Regions from separate parts of the Arachis hypogaea genome. Here region 1 is linked to region 2. The links are chromatin contacts, called in public Hi-C maps. All regions are on one chromosome and are shown on one strand. The core of a region is the stretch at or near the end of the contact, and the rest is flanking DNA. Distances in the headings are between cores, read along the strand shown. Region 1 holds the start of LOC140174841 (proton pump-interactor BIP131-like). Region 2 holds the start of LOC112707129.

What was found. Hi-C and Micro-C count contacts between places; a contact is called where the count stands out from the background.
Region 1: a contact with region 2 is called in a Hi-C map of leaf, with 1.7 times the contacts expected there. The contact joins the promoter of LOC140174841 here to the promoter of LOC112707129 in region 2. A contact is called at or near these places in 2 of 8 Hi-C or Micro-C datasets (both in leaf).

What each region holds. Positions count from the first base shown.
Region 1 is chr8:33,981,671-33,987,046 of arahy.Tifrunner.gnm2.J5K5, reverse strand. LOC140174841 (proton pump-interactor BIP131-like) reads right to left here and starts at 2,912. Exons shown (of 7, transcript XM_072201159.1): 1 at 2,532-2,912; 2 at 2,254-2,451; 3 at 2,038-2,163; 4 at 1,787-1,942; 5 at 1,497-1,691; 6 at 1,233-1,331. The coding sequence starts at 2,732.
Region 2 is chr8:33,828,086-33,833,761 of arahy.Tifrunner.gnm2.J5K5, reverse strand. LOC112707129 reads right to left here and starts at 2,046. Exons shown (of 7, transcript XM_025758718.2): 1 at 1,789-2,046; 2 at 588-867. The coding sequence starts at 763.

The DNA of each region.
Region 1 (5,376 bases), core at 1,663-4,162, 150 kb before region 2:
CCAGAAATCCATCTTGGAGAAGAAGCCAAGGATGGAGAGCCCGGATTGATGAAGGTTGATGATCAAGAAAGGACTAGAGGTAATTGCATGTTGGTTAATGCATGGTTATCTCTTCTCTCTCTGAGTGGCCGAACCGGTTCTGTTTTTTGTTGGAGAAGGAAGAAGTTGGTTCAGTTTTGGCTTCAAGTGTGAAGGCTTTCCTCTTCTTTAAAAAGGGGGGAACAACCACTGTTTGAAGCAAGGAGAAAATTTGAGAGTGCAAGGCACAGAGTTTTCAGAGCTACCTGAGCTAACAGATTTCTCTTCTCCTTCAATGTATTCTGTTTAGTATTTTTCTGTTTAATTTTGTCATGTCTTGAGTCTCATGGTAAAAGGCAAACAAGTGAGGTTTGTAATGAAAAAGCCATAGAGCGAAAAAAGGCAGAGAGTGCAAAATTAAAAGAAAAAGCCATAGATGTCTTAGAGTTCCTTTGTTCATCTATGTTGTGTATCATGATTCTGTGGGAATCCCCTTGTAAGTTGGGTTAGCACTTTACAAGTTGTAATCTGATTGATTATAGTGAAATTCCATCATGTTTGTGATGGAGACTGGATGTAGGCTGCACTGCACTTAGCAGCCGAACCAGGATATATCTGGGTGCAATCTTCTTCTCTTTCTACTCCATTTCTGTTTTCTACCACACAGGAGCAAAAGCCAGAATTATCTCGTGCCAAGTGACGAGACAAAACAAAAAGTCTCGTGGCAAGGGACGAGACAAAACAAAGTTGCTCGTGTCAAGTGACGAGCAAAAACAGAAAAGTCTTCTCTGAAGTTCAGCAAGTGTTAGCATTGAAAAATGGGGCTAAGATTCAACCCCCCTTCTCTTAGCCACTGAAACCATCACCTTATTATGTTTCCAAATTCTACATATATAACTTATGCTTCCTGTTTTTATTTATTTTTTATCAATATTCTTGTAGCTTTATTTTTTTCAACAATCACACTTATATGCATAACAACACAACTGCATCGACTATTCAGTTGTTCCCTAACTCCAATCTCTGTTTATTTTCTGTGTTTGTTGTGATTGCATAATCTTTTTCGCATAAGCTTCTCTGAAAGCTTTGTTAGAATTCCATTCCAACATAAATTTGTCAACCTAACACATCAAAGTAAATAAAAAAAAAAAAACTCTAATCGTCAAAATGAACCTTGTTTCAATGAGAATAAACTCTTTTTATAAACTACCAACCTCGTAACGCGACAATTTATCAAGCGCTGCTGTATCTTTCTTTGCAGCCAGGTGTTGCACTTTGTTCATGAGTGAACAATACTTGTAATAGTTGGTAACCTGAAATTTTTATGAGATAACATATTAAGTGAATTTAATAAATTTTCAGCAAACAAGTTTATCCATATTATGAACTCAAGCAAGCAAGGTTTTGATTCATCAAGTTAATAGTAAATCATATTCTTACAAATGAAATCGAGAAAGGATAGCAAATCATATTCATACCTCTTCATCATATAACTGCTTCATTTTAGTAATGGATTCATATGCTTCACCCTTTTTCTTCTGCTTTTCTCCCAACTTTGTTTTCAAAGAATGTAATTCTTGGTTTATGACCTCTTGTTTTTTCTCTGCATTTCTAATTTTGGTACATTCTGCCATCTCTTGTTTTCTGTTCTCCGAAGATTCATCACAGAACACCTATAACAAGTTAAGAAAAAAAAAATCTGTTACAAGTAGCATCTTATGACATGAATAATTGAATGTGCTGCTTGGATGTCAATGCCATAACTCACCTTGATTTGGTTCTTTATGGCGTTTTTCATCGATACATAGCCCGGAATCTTCCCCTTTGCTGAAGCATTGGCAGCAGCTTTTTTCCTTTGGTTTTGGAATTGTTCAATTTCTCTCAGTAGCTTATGGCAATGATTCTCATAGTAACCCCATTTGATCTGTTTAAAATTTTCAACACTCCAAACTTCAATGCTTACCTTGGTATAAATTTTTAATCAAATCAAAGATCATAACTTATAAGTCCTTAAATTACAGTATTTCTAAGCACTTCTAGTGACTGGAATTTATCAGCATCTCTCTGATGAGTGTTCATGTTCCTCAGAATTCGCTTTTCTTCTGCGAGACTCATGCTTCCGTGTCGCATCAATGCATTCAGATTCTATACAATATACATTGTTATCAAGTGTAAGATGTAGATAGAGATTAATCACAGCACAATATATACACTACTAAAGTTCTAAGCTCTTACATGGTTATCAAGCTCTTCTTCCTTGAAGCATTTCTTCTTCTTAGATCTTCTCCTAGGTGCATTGTTCATGAAACACAATTCATCAAGAGCCACATACAAGTTACTTAGTATCTTCCCTTTTCGCGCCACGCGGCGTCTCCATTCCATTTTCCAGTAGTATGAGCTTCTCATCCCAGACGCAACATAGTCCTTTTCTGACTGTTAACAAAAACGGAATAACATCATTATATTATTTTTTGTCTTCTATATCAAAATTGAAGGCTGAAATCAATGCTTACAATTTTCTCTTTGATTTTATCAGTGAATTCACGAATGTCTCGGTTCATTTTCTCCACTGTGAGCTCTTGTTTCTTGATTTGAGATATTGAATCAGGCTCTGATGATGGCCAAAGCTTCACAAAATAGAACTGATGAACTAGTTTTGGGACTTCATCATCCTCTTGTGCAACTTCTGATGATGGATTTGATGATGATGACATGGTTTGCTTCAATTCCTTGCCCCCAAAATCTTAAAAATTGATTCTTATATAGTATATGCTAAGAAAAATTTAAACAGGACAATATGCAGAACAATTTTATCGGAAATACTCACTCTAATAATTAAGATGATTGGAAAATTAATTGAGAGGCATATAGTTCTTACTTTTATGGATACAATAATTATGCAAAAGCTGAAGGGTAGTAACGGTAATTCAATAGCTAGTTAATTAAGTAGTCTCATATGATGTGGTCAAGTTCTTGCACCCCACGCCAAGAAAGTCAACGGCTAATCTCCATTCTTTAATAGTACTCAGTCACCTAGAGTTATATATTGAAGATGATCATGTGAATTAAACTATATATATTTGTAGATGAAAATAATAGATAAAAACAAGAGATTTGTTCATTTCGAGTTTCTTTATTCCATTCTTACTCTTCTATATCATTGCCAATATATAGAAACATCTTACAAATTGTTTAAAGTCAGAAAAAAAAATGATGATAATACATACACAGTCTGGTGACTACATCTATTTATTTATAATTTATAGTATATTAATTTTGAGATTCAAGATTTTACTCAATAGAAATATGATCTATTGAATGATATGTAAGGTATCACAGTAACATTATATTATTTAGGAAAAACAAATTTGAGGTTTAACTGGTTAAAGAAAGTTGTATTAATAAAACATTCATTTTTTTTGTGAACAACCAAGAGAAAAAATAAAAGAACAGAAAAGAAAAAGAGAACAAACTACTTCTGGCGGCTGGTGTCAAAGGTGAACCTCATTAGCTCCGTTATTTTCAGATCCTATCTTTGTCAACTGATCTGTCACGACATTAGCTTCTCTCAGAATAAGCTCAAAAGGAATATCCCAATACCTTCTTAACTTCAACTTAAATATTAGTTGTATCATTTCTTTTTAAAGATGTAAGAGTGGAACTAGATGAAACTTGTTATTTTAAGTATTTAATTTAATTGTTGGTATTTATGATACATAGGAGATTTTGTGATTTTCCGTGGTCCTTTGATAACATTATCACTTACAATTAGTATGTCACTTCGCCATTTCATCAATCAGAAATTTCATTTGTTTTAGACGTGATATTAATATTATAACAATACTAATTAGTGCCCATAATGAATAAATATACAAATATGAAATATCATTTTCTGAAGCATTATTATTATGAAATATGTATCATATCTTCATAAAGTAAGTTAGTGTAAGAATATGAAACTCTTTTTTCGAAAATTAAATAATAATGTTTTACTTTTGGAGGAAGAAATTAAAAAGCTACATCATTTTTATAATAAAATGCCAAAATACCTTAAAATCAAACAAAATAACCAAGCTCGTAACCAAAATTCAAGAGTTTATTTAAACGTACCAAAATGATTAAAGAAAAAGTACTTGAGTAGGTGTGACAATAGATGCTAGCTCTTCTCTCCCTCTCAAGGCTGCATTGAATCACAGCACCAGGTATAACAACACAAATTAATTAAGTTTTGGGTGTATACGTATCTATATAAAAGACATTCCAACTCCAAATCTCCAATATATAGTCAAATATTGGAAGTATATGTAGTGGAGAAACTCTTAAGAACCTACCATTTTTAGTATTTTTTTTGTTATTATTTAATTAGTATAAATATTAAATTATTTTTAATAAATAAATTTTATTAATTGATGTATATAAATTTTAAAAAAATATAAGTATAAATAATATTAATTTATGTGTATAAAACTTTAATAAATATAAATATAAATTATAATTTTTATATATAAAATTTTTATAAATATAAATTATTATTGATTAAATATTAATAAAAAATAATAATATTTACTGATTAATATTACTCATATGTAGTGTGTGTCAAGTGAAAGCAATGATCGAGTTTGTATTATGTAATGTATATGTTCCGGGGGATAATAAGTACCACCGAACAAAATTAGTAAGAATTGGAAAATATAGTTGATATAAATTAATTAGTTCAACCAATTTTTTTCTAAATAAAAAAATAAATCCATTGTAAAATCATTTATCCAAAAATATTGATTCAAATAATAAGAATTCTTTTAGAATTTAAAACCTAAGTTCTCATAAATCTTTTTTTCTTGTATTTAAATTATTTTTTTAACAAAAACTGAACTCTGTATTTTGTTATCCTAGAAAATTTTAAATTTTAATACTATGTTATTCAAAATTTTAGTAGTTAAGGTAGTGTTTATTTTGAGATATTGGGACAAAGACTAAAAAACTGTGACTCAATATCATATTTGTTGGCATAGAGATTGGTATTAAAATTTCAGTTTTTATTTCTAAAATTTTAGTATTTCAGGACTTTCAAAAAGTAGAGACACATAGGACTTAAATTTTTAAAGATAGAGACTGAAAATATTCCTATTTCAATTAATTAACTCCAACTTTATCCTTTGTGCAAATTAAAGTAGAGTTTTGCTGACTCCCACTTTACACCAAATATAATATTGAGACTTATTTCAATCTCAGTCTCTCAATCTCTATCTCTTTTCTAAATGCTATCTAAGTGTTTTCTATAGTAAATTGGAATAGTTTTTAGTTTAGTTTTTTATGATATTTGTTAACCTGATAAATTGATGATTAATTTTTTATATA
Region 2 (5,676 bases), core at 797-3,296:
GCTCAAGGTTAACCACAGTAGAATAGACAACAACATTTTTTATTTTTTATTTTTTAAAAAGAAAAATTTATTGTAATGAAGATTAGACAAGACCATAGAAGGTCGAGGAAATTCATTTTACCCTGTCTAGGTTGTCTGCAATTCCATCCAAACAACTTTAAAAGCCTACAGTTTAAATCCAACATGTCTAAATATATTTTCATTAATAAATCAGATTAAAGAGTCAAAACATGGAAACAGTTTTAAGTTTTAGTTAAAACTATACAACAATGCCTCTCATTTAAGACATTACTATGACATTCTTTATATCTAAGAATTTTCTACTACCTCAAATAAAAATTAAGTCTTGAAATGTTAGCAACTTATCCAAATTTTTAAAACATAAATAAATAAATAATCCACAACTTAAAATCAGCTTCCCATTATGAAAAACAGATCAATTTTCCAACATCCAAATACCAAATCAAATAAACAAAGCAATCATGTATTTTCTCATGTTTTATAGCCTTATCCACAACAAAGCAAATCCATCATCCATCCATATAACAAGAATGAATGCATAGACAAATGGAGTCAAAAGTGCATACCCAAACAAAGCCCTTGAGGCAAAGCCAGTGGTACCAGCAGTAAAAGAAGCTGCAGCACCAACAGCAGCAGAAGCAGAGAAAAAAGCAGAAGACTGAAAGGCTTGTGGAGAGTGCAAACCAGAGCCAAAGTTTTGGTTTTTCCTCCACAAATCTAGAAGTATAGCTATTCCAGCCATTATTGGAGCTTCTGACGTAAATTGGCAAGTTGCAAATAAACTACCTTATAATCTCATACACAGAACGTGATGCCAAATAATCCTCAACTGTGGCCTCCAAAAACCTGATCCATAGACAAAATGTGAATAAGAGGGAAATGGTGATGCAATTAGCTATAGGAAAAGTGGCACTGTTTTGAGCTTCACTTTCGATAGACCATTTTATAATTCCTTTGATGTTGTTTTGGTTGAGTCCCCAAGTTTTAGTAATTTTAATGCCTTACATTAACCATGCGGAAAAATGCCATAGCCATAGGTAACTACAATGTAATTGTAAGTGTTCCTATCAGATATAAGGCAAAGCATTGTAGTGCAATCCAATCCAAGATTACTTATCACTACTCGAAATCTATATTCTACATGATGATCAAAGTTATTAAGACAAGACAACGGTTCGGTGATGCAGATTATTAGTTGTTAGTTATGCGCTGTAGTCTTAAAATAAAGAATATGTACCCGAATAGGTTCCTGAAAAATTTCGCATATAATATTTTTGTCCCCAAAAAAATTTTATTGAGGTAGTGAACTTTACAAAAACAAGACATATAGATCATTGGTCACACTTTTGAGTACTTGTTTATCCAAATAAAAACAACATATCTAACTAAGGTAAGACAATGTCTTACTTTTATAAAGTTCAATGTAATAAAAATTTTTTGGGAACGAAAATGTTCCATGCAAATTTTTTTCCGGACTTATTTGGGTATATACTCTAAAATAAATAAATAAATACACTTTATAAGTGGACGATGTTCACAAGCTAATCGCACACAGTATTTTCACTCATAAAAGAGGCAAAACCAGAATTACTCTAATAAAATAGAAATTTTAAAATTGAACTAATCCATATTCTTAACAGATCAAGTCATCAATATTCAATAATCAATTAATCAGAGATCAAGATATTGAAAGAGGCACACAAAACTAGAATAGAGAGAGAGAGAGAGAGAGAGAGAGAGAGAGAGAGAGAGAACAAAGGAAGCGACCGAGACGGGGTAAGTGGCGGAAAGATGAGAGCAGATCGGCGACGAAGTGACAGGTTGCATCGTCGCTGGAGAGACATTACATAGCCACAGCGACGGTGGAGAGAGAAGACATAGCAGCAGCCGCAGTGAAGAGATGAGAGTGATGCTGGACAAAGAAGCCTGCTGCCGTTCTGGTGGGAGAAGAAGGGGCCGCCGTTCGGGAGATTTTCGGGGTTTTCTTAAGAATTTACTAATTAAGATGTTTAAATTTTTGCTGTTAACAAATTAATTAGAATAATTACTTAAATTAGTTCCGATTTTAAAAATAGATATTTTAATTTTTAAAAAAATTAATACATAGATTAATTTTTAAAATTTTATTCAGTTTTTAGTTTATTTTTTGGTAGATTAATCATTTAAATTAGTGTTCAAAAATTTTTAAAATAAATATTTTAATTAAAAAAATAATACACAAATCAATTTTCAACATTTTTATGTTAAAAAAATAAAATAATAATAGTCACTATACCATCATTTTTTATGTCTTTTTAGATAAAAATAATAATAAATTTATTTATTAAATTCTTATGTATATATTTATAATATAAAATATATATATATATATTCACTCAATAATAATAATAATAATAATAATAATAATAATAATAATAATAATAATAATAATAATAATAATAATAAAATTATTATTAGAGATTATTGTATACAAAATTTAAGGTTGAAATTTTTGATATTTTGTATTTAATATGATCAAAAGATGTTCTATTTTAAAAAATATGTTTGTATTAAAAAAATATTTTAATTTGGATTTCAAAGAATCATTATTCACCTTACTTATTTCTGACGAAAATAGTGTATTAATATACTAGTGTTATCGTTCACATACACAAAGCTAAGTTAATAATAATAAAGGTCGACATACAGTAAAAGTAAAATGAACGGAGAACTGTTATTTCTGACAGAGAAAAATGTTGGGGATTGATCTACATATTAATTGTTTTGTGGATGAAAATATCCACTTTTAAAATTTTTAGGAACTGATTTAGGTAATTATTTTGTCAAAAAATAAATTAGGAATTAATTTGTCTACCAGGATAAAATTTTAGAGATTAATCTGTATATTAATTTTTTTAAAAAACTAAAATATTCATTTTTAAAATTCTTAGAGATTAATTTGGGTAATTACTCAATTAATTATCATACATTAAATACCTAAAATTTTAAAAAAAAATCTCATATTTAAACATAGTTTATAAGTTTATTACATAAAAAGTCTTGTACTTTTTTATTATTTAGAAAAATCTTATTATCTTTTTATTTAGAATTTAGATATAATCAATTAATCATTTTTTTTATTTATCGTAAAGTAAATAGTTTGCACCTAACTATCATTTTAATAAAAAATTTTGTTTTTGACTGACATTGTATGAATGAGTATTTATAGTTTACTAACTTAAAATGAAAGTAAAATTTATTAGAGTGTGTATTTATTTTTTTCGCCAAAAAAGAGCGTGTATTTATTTGCTAATATTTTTTACATCGAAATTATTTAATTTTGTTATTATAAACTATAAAGTGTTAATTCATTTTTTTTAACTCACATATAATTATTTTTATATAAAGATAATAATTAAAAATTATTAAATATATTAAATTATTTAATTATTCTCAATTATCAATTTTATATAAAAATAATTATATATGAATTTTTACTATTTTAAAATTGTATGCTCCAAGTTCTATATATTGAATGATTTAAGAAAAAGCAATGTTCAACAATGATATAGTGTCCGAGGAATAGTGGTATTTGAGTTGATATATAATGGGTCTGAAAAGGGATGATGACATGATGAGTATGACCTCAATATTTAAAGAGGGCTTACAATCGAATTGAGGACGGTAGTAGAACCAAATTTCTATGTGAAGTCATTTTTGCTGGTAATTTACAAGAACCTGGACAAATATGGCGAGCAGAATATGTTTAGCCGAAATTTGGCGGGAAAAAATCAATCTATCCACTTTTGACCTTAGCCAAGTCTCCAATCCGAATGTACTTTTGAAAGATAAAGAATTTCATTATTTTTTTTTAGTCATACAAACACACACACTCACTCACTACTTGAACTATGGTCTTGCATGCTACTATTTTTTTTTTTTTTTTTTGATGGTGAAGCTATTATTCTTGTTTTTGGTTTCTCACGGTATTTAAGATGACGAAAGTTAGTTAGCTATTATTCTTGTTGACAACTCCGTTGTATGTTGGACATAGCTTGGGTGCACTCTTGTTTGGTACATAAATGGGGCAAAAGCCCAAAAGAAATTGGGTGGATGGAGAATTTAGTTTGCGTGCACCTATTAATGTTATTTTCTTTTTGTCATACAAACACACTCACACACTAATGACAAAAAAAAACCCACTCATACACTCATCTTAGTCATCTACTTACACGCACAACCTAGCCACTGCTAAAAATCGAATTTGATAAGGCTGCTTTTGAGGCAAATAGCTTGGCCACTTGAACACATGGCTCAGCCACATGATTATTCATTTATTCTTCTTAACAACTTCTTTGTATGTTGGGCCTAGCTTTTTTTATTTTATTTGTCCAAGTGAATGCTTGAAGAACAAAAAATAAAAGCTAAAGCAGAGAAAATGTATATAGTATATGATCTGAATAAAATTGCTATTGTGTGCATAAGAGAGAGTTAGCAGTGCTTATCTATGCACTATCTGAGGTAACACACAACACATACACGCTCAAGTAGCTATGCATAGCCAAGCCAAAATAACTAATATAACTGCCAATATCAGTAATAACAGAATCTGACTAAGCTTTATCCTTTGAGCTAAAAAGCCTACGGGTATGCAAAAGGATACATTCATCAATTACATCTGTATATTAATATATTTATTGAATGAAGATTCAGGCCCAAAATGACTAATATGAATGGAGAATTGGAGATATGCCACAGGAAACTTTTTTAAATGTTCTTGGAACGTATTTCAATCATTTTAATCCTTAATTTTAAGTAATATATATCATATATATATATATATATAATTAAGATTAATGATAAAAAATATTAAAATACTGATATTTTAAAAATATTTAAAAAAATTTTCATATCATATATCAAATAGTGAAATTATTTCCATTAAAAAAATCAACTTTAATCAAGTGATTTAGAGTTACGCATTATTTATAACAAAATTTTAACATAAATTTTTTATTGTTCATTTCTCTTTTAACGTAAATTTTTTTCTTCATTAATTTTTTTTGTGCTTTCGTCTAATTATTATCTCTTTCTTTTTAAATTTTCGTTTTCTTCTTTTATTTTCTTGTGTTCTCTTGAATTTTTTATTCTCTTTCTCTTTAAATTTTCGATTTGCATTTTTTTTAAATTGAATAGTGTAATTAAAATCATTTAGATTTTGCATGTTTCAAAACAAAGAATAATTCAAGTTCAAATAAGTTGAATGAGGGCGATTTGGATTATTCTTCTGAATCGAATCAAGTGGACGAGATTTGAATCGTTCTTAATTTTATCTAGTTTCATTCTTCAACTATTTTAAATTGAATGGAATGAAATGAAATCTAATGCAATTAAATGAAGTGATAATGAATAATTTCATTCTTCTTTATTAAAATCAGTGTTGTTTATGTTTGAATTTGAATAGAATGCAGGAGTTTATGAATTTATAGAATGCACAATTTTCGATTTATTTGTTATTATACAATGGTGTTATTATAATAATATTTCGGTTCATTTGCAGTCCAAATGTATTGTCGATGGACAATTTGTCCCAAATGTTGGGATGACTTTCAAGACAAATTGAATGGAATGGAATGAAATCTAATGCAATTGAATAAAGTGATAATGAATAATTTC